3 separate regions of the Mus musculus genome follow, and regions 1 and 2 are each linked to region 3. Evidence: chromatin contacts called from public Micro-C and promoter capture Hi-C data. All regions are on one chromosome and are shown on one strand. The core of a region is the stretch at or near the end of the contact, and the rest is flanking DNA. Distances in the headings are between cores, read along the strand shown.

Evidence for each region. Promoter capture Hi-C pulls out the DNA fragments that hold promoters and counts their contacts. A called contact is a pair of places that touch in the nucleus more often than the background predicts.
Region 1: a Micro-C map of embryonic stem cells shows a contact between it and region 3, with 2.6 times the contacts expected there. The contact joins the enhancer-like site here to the promoter of Msx2 in region 3. A contact is called at or near these places in 1 of 39 promoter capture datasets (embryonic stem cells), 6 of 484 Hi-C or Micro-C datasets (all in embryonic stem cells), 1 of 115 datasets of contacts at active chromatin or transcription factors (embryonic stem cells) and 1 of 9 other capture datasets (embryonic stem cells).
Region 2: a contact with region 3 is called in a promoter capture Hi-C map of embryonic stem cells, with 8 read pairs. The contact joins the promoter of Cplx2 here to the promoter of Msx2 in region 3. A contact is called at or near these places in 1 of 39 promoter capture datasets (embryonic stem cells), 1 of 484 Hi-C or Micro-C datasets (embryonic stem cells) and 1 of 115 datasets of contacts at active chromatin or transcription factors (embryonic stem cells).

Annotation. Positions count from the first base shown.
Region 1 is chr13:54,214,516-54,217,465 of GRCm38.p6, reverse strand. Hrh2 (histamine receptor H2) reads right to left here. Exons shown (of 3, transcript NM_001010973.2): 2 at 2,387-2,950. Among named protein-coding and RNA genes, the nearest start is that of Gm16578, 7.0 kb to the left of the region's middle. Within about 2 kb of position 1,470, at least 31 of the 459 cell types and tissues checked have an H3K27ac peak or open chromatin away from gene starts, as enhancers often do. A contact at or near this core is called in embryonic stem cells, where this site is marked.
Region 2 is chr13:54,369,588-54,372,599 of GRCm38.p6, reverse strand. It overlaps Cplx2 (complexin 2), which reads right to left and starts at 1,251. Exons shown (of 4, transcript NM_009946.3): 1 at 1,025-1,251. The region is part of intron 1 of LOC115488208 (a long non-coding RNA gene); the gene reads left to right.
Region 3 is chr13:53,471,461-53,474,320 of GRCm38.p6, reverse strand. It overlaps Msx2 (msh homeobox 2), which reads left to right and starts at 1,541. Exons shown (of 2, transcript NM_013601.2): 1 at 1,541-1,989. The coding sequence starts at 1,611. It overlaps Gm33763 (a long non-coding RNA gene), which reads right to left. Exons shown (of 4, transcript XR_873406.2): 2 at 1-346.

The DNA of each region.
Region 1 (2,950 bases), core at 221-2,720, 740 kb before region 3:
AAGCTCACATCTAGTGATGGAATTGGGGTGGGATGGGTGAGGTGTCCCCCACAATGGGGCTGAGGAGGGGCAGACAGAGCCTCAAGCTAGAAAGATAGGGCTAGTTAGTTTTGTTAACTCTCCCGAGAACCCTACATTGTCTGGCTGTGCCCTGCCCCTCTCCACTCAGGGGAGTCTGGGTCGGCTGCCTTCAAGATTCTTGGTAGGGTTAAAGGCTTTGGGTAAGTTCTGCTCTTGCCTTCAGACAGAGCAGAGAAGACATGCTGTCAGTCAGCAGGGAAGCTGGGAGCTGACCTTACTGAGGGATGAGAAAGCTCACAGTGCCCAGGATGCTCAGAGAGAAAACCTGGCTGTTCTTAGTCTCCTGCAATTCTAAAGAAGTATGTGGGCTCTCTGATCCCTCTTCTCTGCTGAGCCCACCTGCTCACTGTTCTCAGAGGATCAAGACAGACCACAGTTGAGCTCTCCGGGATCCGAGCTCTGGGTCTACTCTGCAGCAAGCACCACCTCTTGGCTGACCATGGCTTTCCCCAGCCTGTACCAAGGGCGACCCTGAGGACTAGAAGAAAATGTGGACCTTCAGACTCACCAGGTACCAGTACCCAGAGACTCCTTAGTAATGGAGCCTCTGGGAATGTCCAACCATGCAGTACTTAGGGAAATTTACTGGACTCTTTGGGTCTAGGTTGCCTGTCTATGAAGTGGAGGTTAGGAGTTAGAGAGCTGCTTCTTGGAGAAAACAGATTCCCAACATCTGTGTCAGGTTCTCACACCTGTCTATCACTTTAGTTCTTGGGAATCTGATGCCCGCTCTTGGCCTCTGCAGATAGCAAATGGAAGGAGTCAGGTGGAACTTAGTCATCTCTGCCAAGTGTGTAATAGGCTGCTAAGAAACTTGAAGGAATGGTTGATACCAAGTAACACACAGGATGAACCAAACAGGACTTGTTTTCTTCTTCTCCTGTCTAGTCTGTAACCCTTGCGTCTTTATTCTTCCTCCACGGTGAACTCAATCAACTTTGTGAAAGAAGTGGGGTGATGTGATTGAGGGGAGTATTTTATCCGTCAGGATGGGACAAGGAAGCCTCCAGGTGCGGGACACCCTGTGTGGCCTTGGAGGACGGACTTGATAGTGAGGGATGGGGGTGGGGGTTGGGGAAGGTCCAGAGGCTAGAATGATACAATTTGTGACACTGTAGCAAGAGTTCAGGAACAATAAGGTTTTCTCCAGAGGGAAGGAGGAGAGGAGCAGGTGTGCAGCCTATAGGAGGACCTGCCTATGGAAGGGCGTGGCAATGGCAGTTCTAAGCGCAGCTGTTCCTCAGAACTCAGAGCCTACCATCAGGGCTTGCAAATGAATGGATAATGAAAGGAATGACTGGGTAGGCGCCATTGACTAGCACTGTAGGGGGCTAAGGCGTGGTTTATGGGAAGAGAAAGAGAAACCACCTTCATTGAGCAACTCCTCTGTTAGGCGCTTGACCCTCTTAATGCCTCAAGCAGGCGCTGGCTCTGCACACATCTAGCTTCCTCACTGCCTCCCGAGACAGGGCCTTGGGTCCTTGCAACACCCTGCAGTGACTTTGTCCTTCAGTGAGTTTATTGAAATCTCATCTTGATTCTGTTTCTCTTCCTAGCCTGGACACTTCCCATGCTCCCACTCTTACTGCACTCTTCTTACCCAGTGTTCTACAGGTTTTGTTTGTTTTGTTGTTGTTAAGTAGCCTACAAGATTTTGCTTTTCTCTCTTCCCCAACCCATGGATCAACGCAATTCCCTTCTTAAATATCTACAGGCTCACTTCGCTAGCTCACATCAAAGAGGTCACAATAGCCTTCTCTCCACAACCCAGATCTGCTAACCACGTCCTCCTTTCTGAAACCCAGCTATATGAAGTCCACTTGTCCCTAGTCCTTGTGTCTGTCCCTCCCTAAATTCTACACACAAGGCCCACATTTGCGGTTCTACTGAGGCCACACCTTCCAACCTCTGCCATTCTCATCCCCTACTGACTGGAACACTCCCCAAGGAAGAAGCGATTTGCATATGACTTTTGCATGCTCCGCCCCCCCCCCCCCCCACCAGGGTATAACTGATCACTCACAATTCCTGAGTTGCAGAGTTGGGCCTTACTTAGGCTACCTGATGGAAAGGCAGTTATGTTAGAAAGAAGGGCCTCAGAGCTCTGGAGTGAGTAACATTCTGTCAAGCTCCGTGGATCTTGGTAAGATCTCTGTTACCTTTAACGTGGCCTTTTAAAAAGGAAGGTAAATGGTCTACCTAAGAGGATGAGAGATGATTTCTGTAAAATGCTCACGAACCGGTCTCAGCATCATCTACACAGAGGGTGGGGTGTCTCCCAGCACTTCCAACCCACACCACTTACCTGACTGGGCTTCCCTGGGGGTGTGTGAGTTCTGTCCCACTCCACACCTGAAGCTTCAGGGGCTTCTCCTCCTGCCATCTACCTTCTCGGCTTTGGCTCCTGGACAGCAGAGAGTTGTTCAACCTCAGGGAAGTTTTGTGAGAGTTGTGGCTTGCAAGCTTGCAGTGGAAGAGCTGTTGGTACGCCATGCGGAAGTCTCTGTTGAGGGTGGCGTACAGGATGGGGTTCAGGGCTGAATTGGCATAACCCAACCATAGGACGATACCCTCGACCACCTCGTTCACAGCGTCATCCCCTCTCAGTCCACGGTAAACGAAGGCAGTGAAGTAAGGAAACCAGCAGACGATGAATGCTCCCATGACGGCAGCCAGGGTCACGGTGGCTTTGTGTTCTCTGATGGTGGCTGCCTTCCAGGAGCTGATGTGGTTGATCCTCTTGGCTTGCTCCCTGGCGATCTTAAAGATTCTGTAGTAGGTGACACACATGATGAGAAGAGGCAGGTAGAAGGTGACCATCCCATCCACCAGTCCATATACCTCGTTGACCTGCACTTTGCACTTGAAG
Region 2 (3,012 bases), core at 2-2,501, 900 kb before region 3:
TACGGGCTACAATCACAACTCAATTCAACACTCCGTTGTTTTTTTGTTTTTTGTTTTTTTGCAAGGGACTCCACGCTAATGGCAGTGGCTGAGACAGAGGACGTCTCCCCTACTTCCCCACCCCACGCCCCTAGCAGCAAGACGTCTCAGAGGTGGCGGGGAGGGTGTGTGTGTGTGGGGGGGGGGGGGCGGGGGGTGCAGCGAGGTCCGGCCAGAGTAAAAGGATCAGTCGTCTGGGTCATGAAAGTGCGGGGGTTTTCCCCCCACAGAAGAGAGGGCAGGCTTCCAGGCGCCGCTCCCCCGGCCCTCATGGAGACCAACAGCTCTGCCCTGGGGCCCTTAGTTGGTCAGTGCGTGTCCCCTTCCCCCAACACTTGCCTCTCAATTCTGAACCTTCGCCTGCTCTTAAACTTTGCCAGGGAGAGGAGGGTCTGAGACTGAGGAGCAGCCTGTGACCCTGCACAGGCTCGTGCTACTCCAACAGCGCTCCTGCGGGAAGAGGACAAATAGCCCCCCTGCCCCCCACCGACGTGGCCTCTCCTCTCTCCACCTGGCCTCTGCCACCCTCGGGTTCCCTTGGGAACCGAACTCTACCCCTCGGGGTGACTCTCTGCTCCTGTAGCAGAGGGTCCGGGAGGGCTTCAGGGGTAGCCACACCCCAAGCAGCCGAGGACCACGTCCCCCACCCTAGTCTTGCGGGCTCGAAGTTGTTCTCCAGGTTCACACTTGAGTCTCCGCACTCGGGGCGGTCGGAGCTCCCCAAGCCCCACTGCTCCGGGTGCGCATCTGCCCACATCTTCCTGCCCCGAGTCTGCAGCTCCAGCGGTCCCCCTGGCCTCCGCGGGGAGCTGTCCCTTCAGCACCACAGCGAGCGGGTAGGGGCCGCAGTCCCAGCGCAGCGCCCCGCGGTCTTGGGGAGCCCCTCAAAGCTACACTGCCCGGCTTCCCCGCTGTTCCGGAGCCAGAGCGTTCCCCCACTGCCCCCAGCCCGGCTCCGCCTCCCCGGCCCACGGCCAGCACCGACCTGGTGGTCCCAGCAACCGTCTAAGCCACTGCAGGGCTCCGGCTGACTCCAGCAGGCGGTGCCGTGTGCTCAGCCAGCTCGCGCCGCTGCCTGGTGTAACTCCGCCAGGCAAGCTGGGGCCGAGGCTGCTGCCGCGGGCGGGCGGATGCCTAAGGCGCCCTCCAATCACGCCCCTCAGCCAGGCCCTGACGCCGTACAGCTTCTCTTCCAGAAGGGAAATTCAAAACCTCTCTCTCTCTCTCTCTCTCTCTCTCTCTCTCTCTCTCTCTCTTCCCTCCCTCTCTCTCTCCCTCCCTTTTCCTCCCTCCTGCACTCCCTCCCTTTTCTCCCCTCTCTTTCCTGTTCCCCCTCTCTTCATTCTCCTTTCCCTCTCACTGTCTCCTCCCCCTCATTTTCCCCTCTCTTCCTTATCTCCTTTCTACTCTTTTATTCTCTCCGCGTTAAGCTGTACCGATCTGCCTGCAGCTAGGCTTCATTCCCAACTCCTCCGTGTTCAAGAACCACAAGCTCGAAGGTTTGGAAGGGCTTTGGGGGCACGAGTGGAAGAAAGGATTTTAAAAGCAGAAACTCAAGTAATCACCTCTTCAGGAAAGTTCTCTTTGGTTACTCTGGGCACACTACGATAGGCACACTCCCGTTGGGGTGCCCAATTCCCTAAAGGAGCCCCAGTTTCAATCACCCCTTCTTTGTGCCTGGGAGCGGCTTCTGGACTAGACAGTCCACTGTCACATCGTTTCTGCAGTTTATGACTGTAGTGTCCAGCTATGCGCTCACTCCAGAACCACTGGTGTGTGGGATGAGGAAGGCCCTCCTAGTGGGTGAGTGGCTCTCTGCTCTGGACCCAGAAGCAGAAAGACTGCTGCAAAATTGCAGCGGGAACCCTAGGTGAGCTACTCCTGGTCTTCTGTAGATGTGTTATCCTCGGAAGAAGGAATAGTTCTCTGGTTATGTTATTCTAGAAGGCGCTGCTTTCCCTCCTAAGCCCAGGGAAGAGAAGGGAGTAGACAACAGGGGGACCCCTACTACTCGCTCAGCCTCCCCCCATACTCATCTTTCCCCCTCTCTCCTAATGAGCCTCTCCTTTCTGCCTGCCACCTATTGGCTCCCCGCCCCTTCTTTTCATCCAGCCAGAGGTGTAGGAAAATGGCTCCAGTGGGGAGGGCCTTGCACCTGGCCTTTGGAAGCAGTGCAGAAGTTCATGCATCCATCAGAGCTATGTCAGAGTGGGGATGACTTCTGCTTCTGAGATGAGATGGCTTCTCTCCCAGGAGCAAGAGCTGCAAGCTGCGGTAGGGCAGAATCCAGGGAGGGAAAGGAGGGGTTCACAGTAGATGCCTTAACGTGGGAGAAACCTTACAAGTCAGAAGACATCAGTGTGCACCCCCTGCTCCCCTGCAGACCAGGAGCTTTGTATGATGGCAGGGCCCCTCTATTTAGGTGGCCTAAAGTGTGTGTGTGTGTGTGTGTGTCACACGCTCCTGTTTCATTAGAGACACTTAGACTGGCCACTAATGCCCAAAGGGAGTTGGAAGCCAAGAGATCTGACATTTTAAGACCTGCAATCTTCCCCCCCCCCCGCACCCCTTCCCCTGCCTGCCTCTGTCTCTTCCTTTCTACAAGTTCTTCAGCAAACATGCTCTGTGAAGGGGGCCTGTGCCAGCTGCACTCTGGCTACAACTGGGGCTTTGCCTTTGACACGGACGTTGATCAAGCTAGCATCAAAATCCAAGTTGCACTTCAGATAAAAAGACAGAGTTCAGCCCTGGGTGCTGCGTTTTAAGCTGGGCTTGTGTAAGCACCGGGTCCATCCAGCTCTTGAGAGGAGGCTGGGCGGGGGCTAGTGAGGTTGAAGGGCCGGAGGGTGGCTTCCTACCCTCAGAACAGAACAGAGAGGGTGTTAGTCCTGGAAGGGCTGATGAATCTTGGCTAATTGAAATTGCCTTAGGTTAGTAGTTGGCAAAGTAGATGCTAAGGGTATGCTTGCTGAG
Region 3 (2,860 bases), core at 292-2,791:
GAGGTCTAGGCAGTCAAGTTTCTAAGTCTTCTAAACTGGGGTACCTGCTAAGCTCTGGTCATTGAAAGCAACTTGGAGCAATGGTCCTCCCCTTTGGTGCTGGAGGGAGTATTTAGGGAGCATTTGCTGTTTGGGACCAGCGCTTAGCAGGCTCTTCTTTCCCCCACCAGTCCGGATGGGTTTTTGGATCTATGAAAAAGCTTCTGCAGCCTGAAATGGGTTGTTTGCAGCGATCTTTCTGCTCCTGCTGGCTTGCGGGCAAGGGAGGTGCAGAATTATTTCAGGCCTCTGTCTCAAAACTCTCTTCTTCCATGCATTGATACAGTTGGTCACTGATGCTTTGGGGCTGCAGTTAGATAGAGAGTGTGCTTTAGGGTGGGATCCTGATAGGTATGCTGCTTAAAATTTCAAAGTCAGGTGAGATGAGCTTTCCCCAAAGATATTCAGGCTTTGGGTTTGCAAAGTCGAACCCTGTTATTTGCAGAGAGAATAAAGACACTAAATGTCACAAATACCCTTCTCCCCTGCCCATCACCTCCCAAGGCAGATGCTATCCTGACACCTGAACTCCAATGACAAACACAAACTCAAAAAAAAAAAAAAAAAAAAAAAACCTCATGAGCACACTTTTGCACGGGCCTAGAGAGGAGACTCAAGGGGTGAGAAAATATCCCCATTGACAGTTTCTAAAACTTGTCCTGTTTGGACAGAGTATGAAATGGAGATCATTTGTGTAAATTAGCTGCCAGGAACCAATGGGCGCTGGGTCTGCTGGTGCACACCTACACTCTCAACACCAGGGACGAAGCCAGTGGGGTAGCAAGTTCAGGACCATCTTGGGTAAGATAGGGAGCGACTTCTAAGCTAGCCAGAGCTGGAGAGCAAGAGTCTGTTTTAAAGGAAAAAAAAAGGGAGAAAGGGTAGAGATTAGTTGAATATCCCTTGACCACCTCTCAGCCTTTCTCATCTTTGTCCCTTTTCTTAAGGAATGAGTTACAGCTAATGTCTTGGAACACTCTCCAAAGATAAGACAACTAAGGACCATGCCTAAACTATTTCTATTAGTAAAGATGCTGCTATTGTTTTCCATTATAGTTACAAAGATACACTAGTTTGAGCTCATAGTGGGAGCTTTATAAATGTTCCATGCCCTCCGCAGATTTCCAACATTCTCAGGCGGGAGCGTGTGGGATCGGCACCAGAAACACTTTAAAGAGGGGTTAAAAGACAAGAAATGAGACTCGGCAAGCTTCCTCTTTAAACAATCGGCTTTAATTACGCCTTAGACTTTTCAGTTTGGGCGATTATAACCCTTGAGGGATCGCCTAATAACAACTCTGCTGACTGCTCCTGTAATTAACTCCTAATTTATTTCAAACGGGGCGGGGGAAGGGCCCCAAGCCTCTCCAGGGAGAGCCAATCGGTGGCGAGCGTCCGTGGCGTCAGGAGCAGGGCCGTCGCCAGTTGGTTGAGCCGAGTCTCCCACTTCCCCTCGGAGGACAGGCTGGGCTCCCAGCGCGCCCCTGCCGGCTCCCCCCCCAAAAGTTGGAGTCTTCGCTTGAGAGTTGCCAGCGGAGTCGCGCGCCGACAGCTACGCGGCGCAGAAAGTCATGGCTTCTCCGACTAAAGGCGGTGACTTGTTTTCGTCGGATGAGGAGGGCCCCGCGGTACTGGCCGGCCCGGGTCCCGGGCCTGGAGGAGCCGAGGGCAGCGCAGAGGAACGCAGGGTCAAGGTCTCCAGCCTGCCCTTCAGCGTGGAGGCGCTCATGTCCGACAAGAAGCCGCCCAAGGAATCGCCCGCGGTGCCACCCGACTGCGCCTCGGCTGGCGCTGTCCTGCGGCCGCTGCTGCTGCCGGGACACGGCGTCCGGGACGCTCACAGTCCCGGGCCTCTCGTCAAGCCCTTCGAGACCGCCTCGGTCAAGTCGGAAAATTCCGAAGACGGAGCACCGTGGATACAGGAGCCCGGCAGATACTCCCCGCCGCCCAGTGAGTGCGCGTCTGGGACGGGATCCGGGCTGGACCAGCGCGAGGGGTCCCAGAGGGGCTGGGGAACGGGTGTTAACAGGATGATGCTCTTGACCCCCCTGGTACCCCAGTTCAGCGGGCGGTCCGCATCCCAGAATCCCTAGCTTCGAGGAATCTGCAGTACCTGAGCGCTGGCTGGCATTTGAAAACCAAACCAAGTTGTTGATTTCTGCAGTCCTTAGCCCCCTGCTCCGAAAACTTCATATTTGTGTACCTGCCCGGGAAATAGGGGAGAGTCGCTGTTTTGTTTTGTTGAGTCAGGGTCTCCTGTGGCCCGTGCTGGTATGCAGCTCAGGATGGTCTTGAACTCGTCATCTTACTCCACCACCTAAGTACTAGAATAACTGGTGTGCACCACCACACCGGGCTGGGATCCACTTTAAATGAGTATTGAAATGTGGTTTTGCTGGCCTTCAAAATATACAGGCAGCCCCATGAAGTTCACCCCACTATAAAGACTAGACAACTGGAAGTTAACCAGACATGGAGCAGACATACTTGGTAGTCTTCGAACTCCAGTGTCCATCCTATGAAGGGAAGGTGGCAGGCAGAGACTGATTCGGAAAGGAAGCTTCTTGTATTCTAGTCCGTTGTTGGTTAGGTTCTGCGTGTTGCAGGGAGCTAGTTTGGGCCAGACCCTCGTGGGCTCTCCTGGGTTCACAGTAATAATTAACAGCATTCCTTCAGAACTTGAGAATGTACAGTGAGGTGGCCACAAGTTCGCCAGATTTGGCTGCTTGCTAGAACCTCAAAGTACAGGCAGAGGCATGCCACCTGTGGCTACCCCTTCAGACTTGGTGGCTAGTGCTTAGAGGATTGCTCTTGCTTGGTC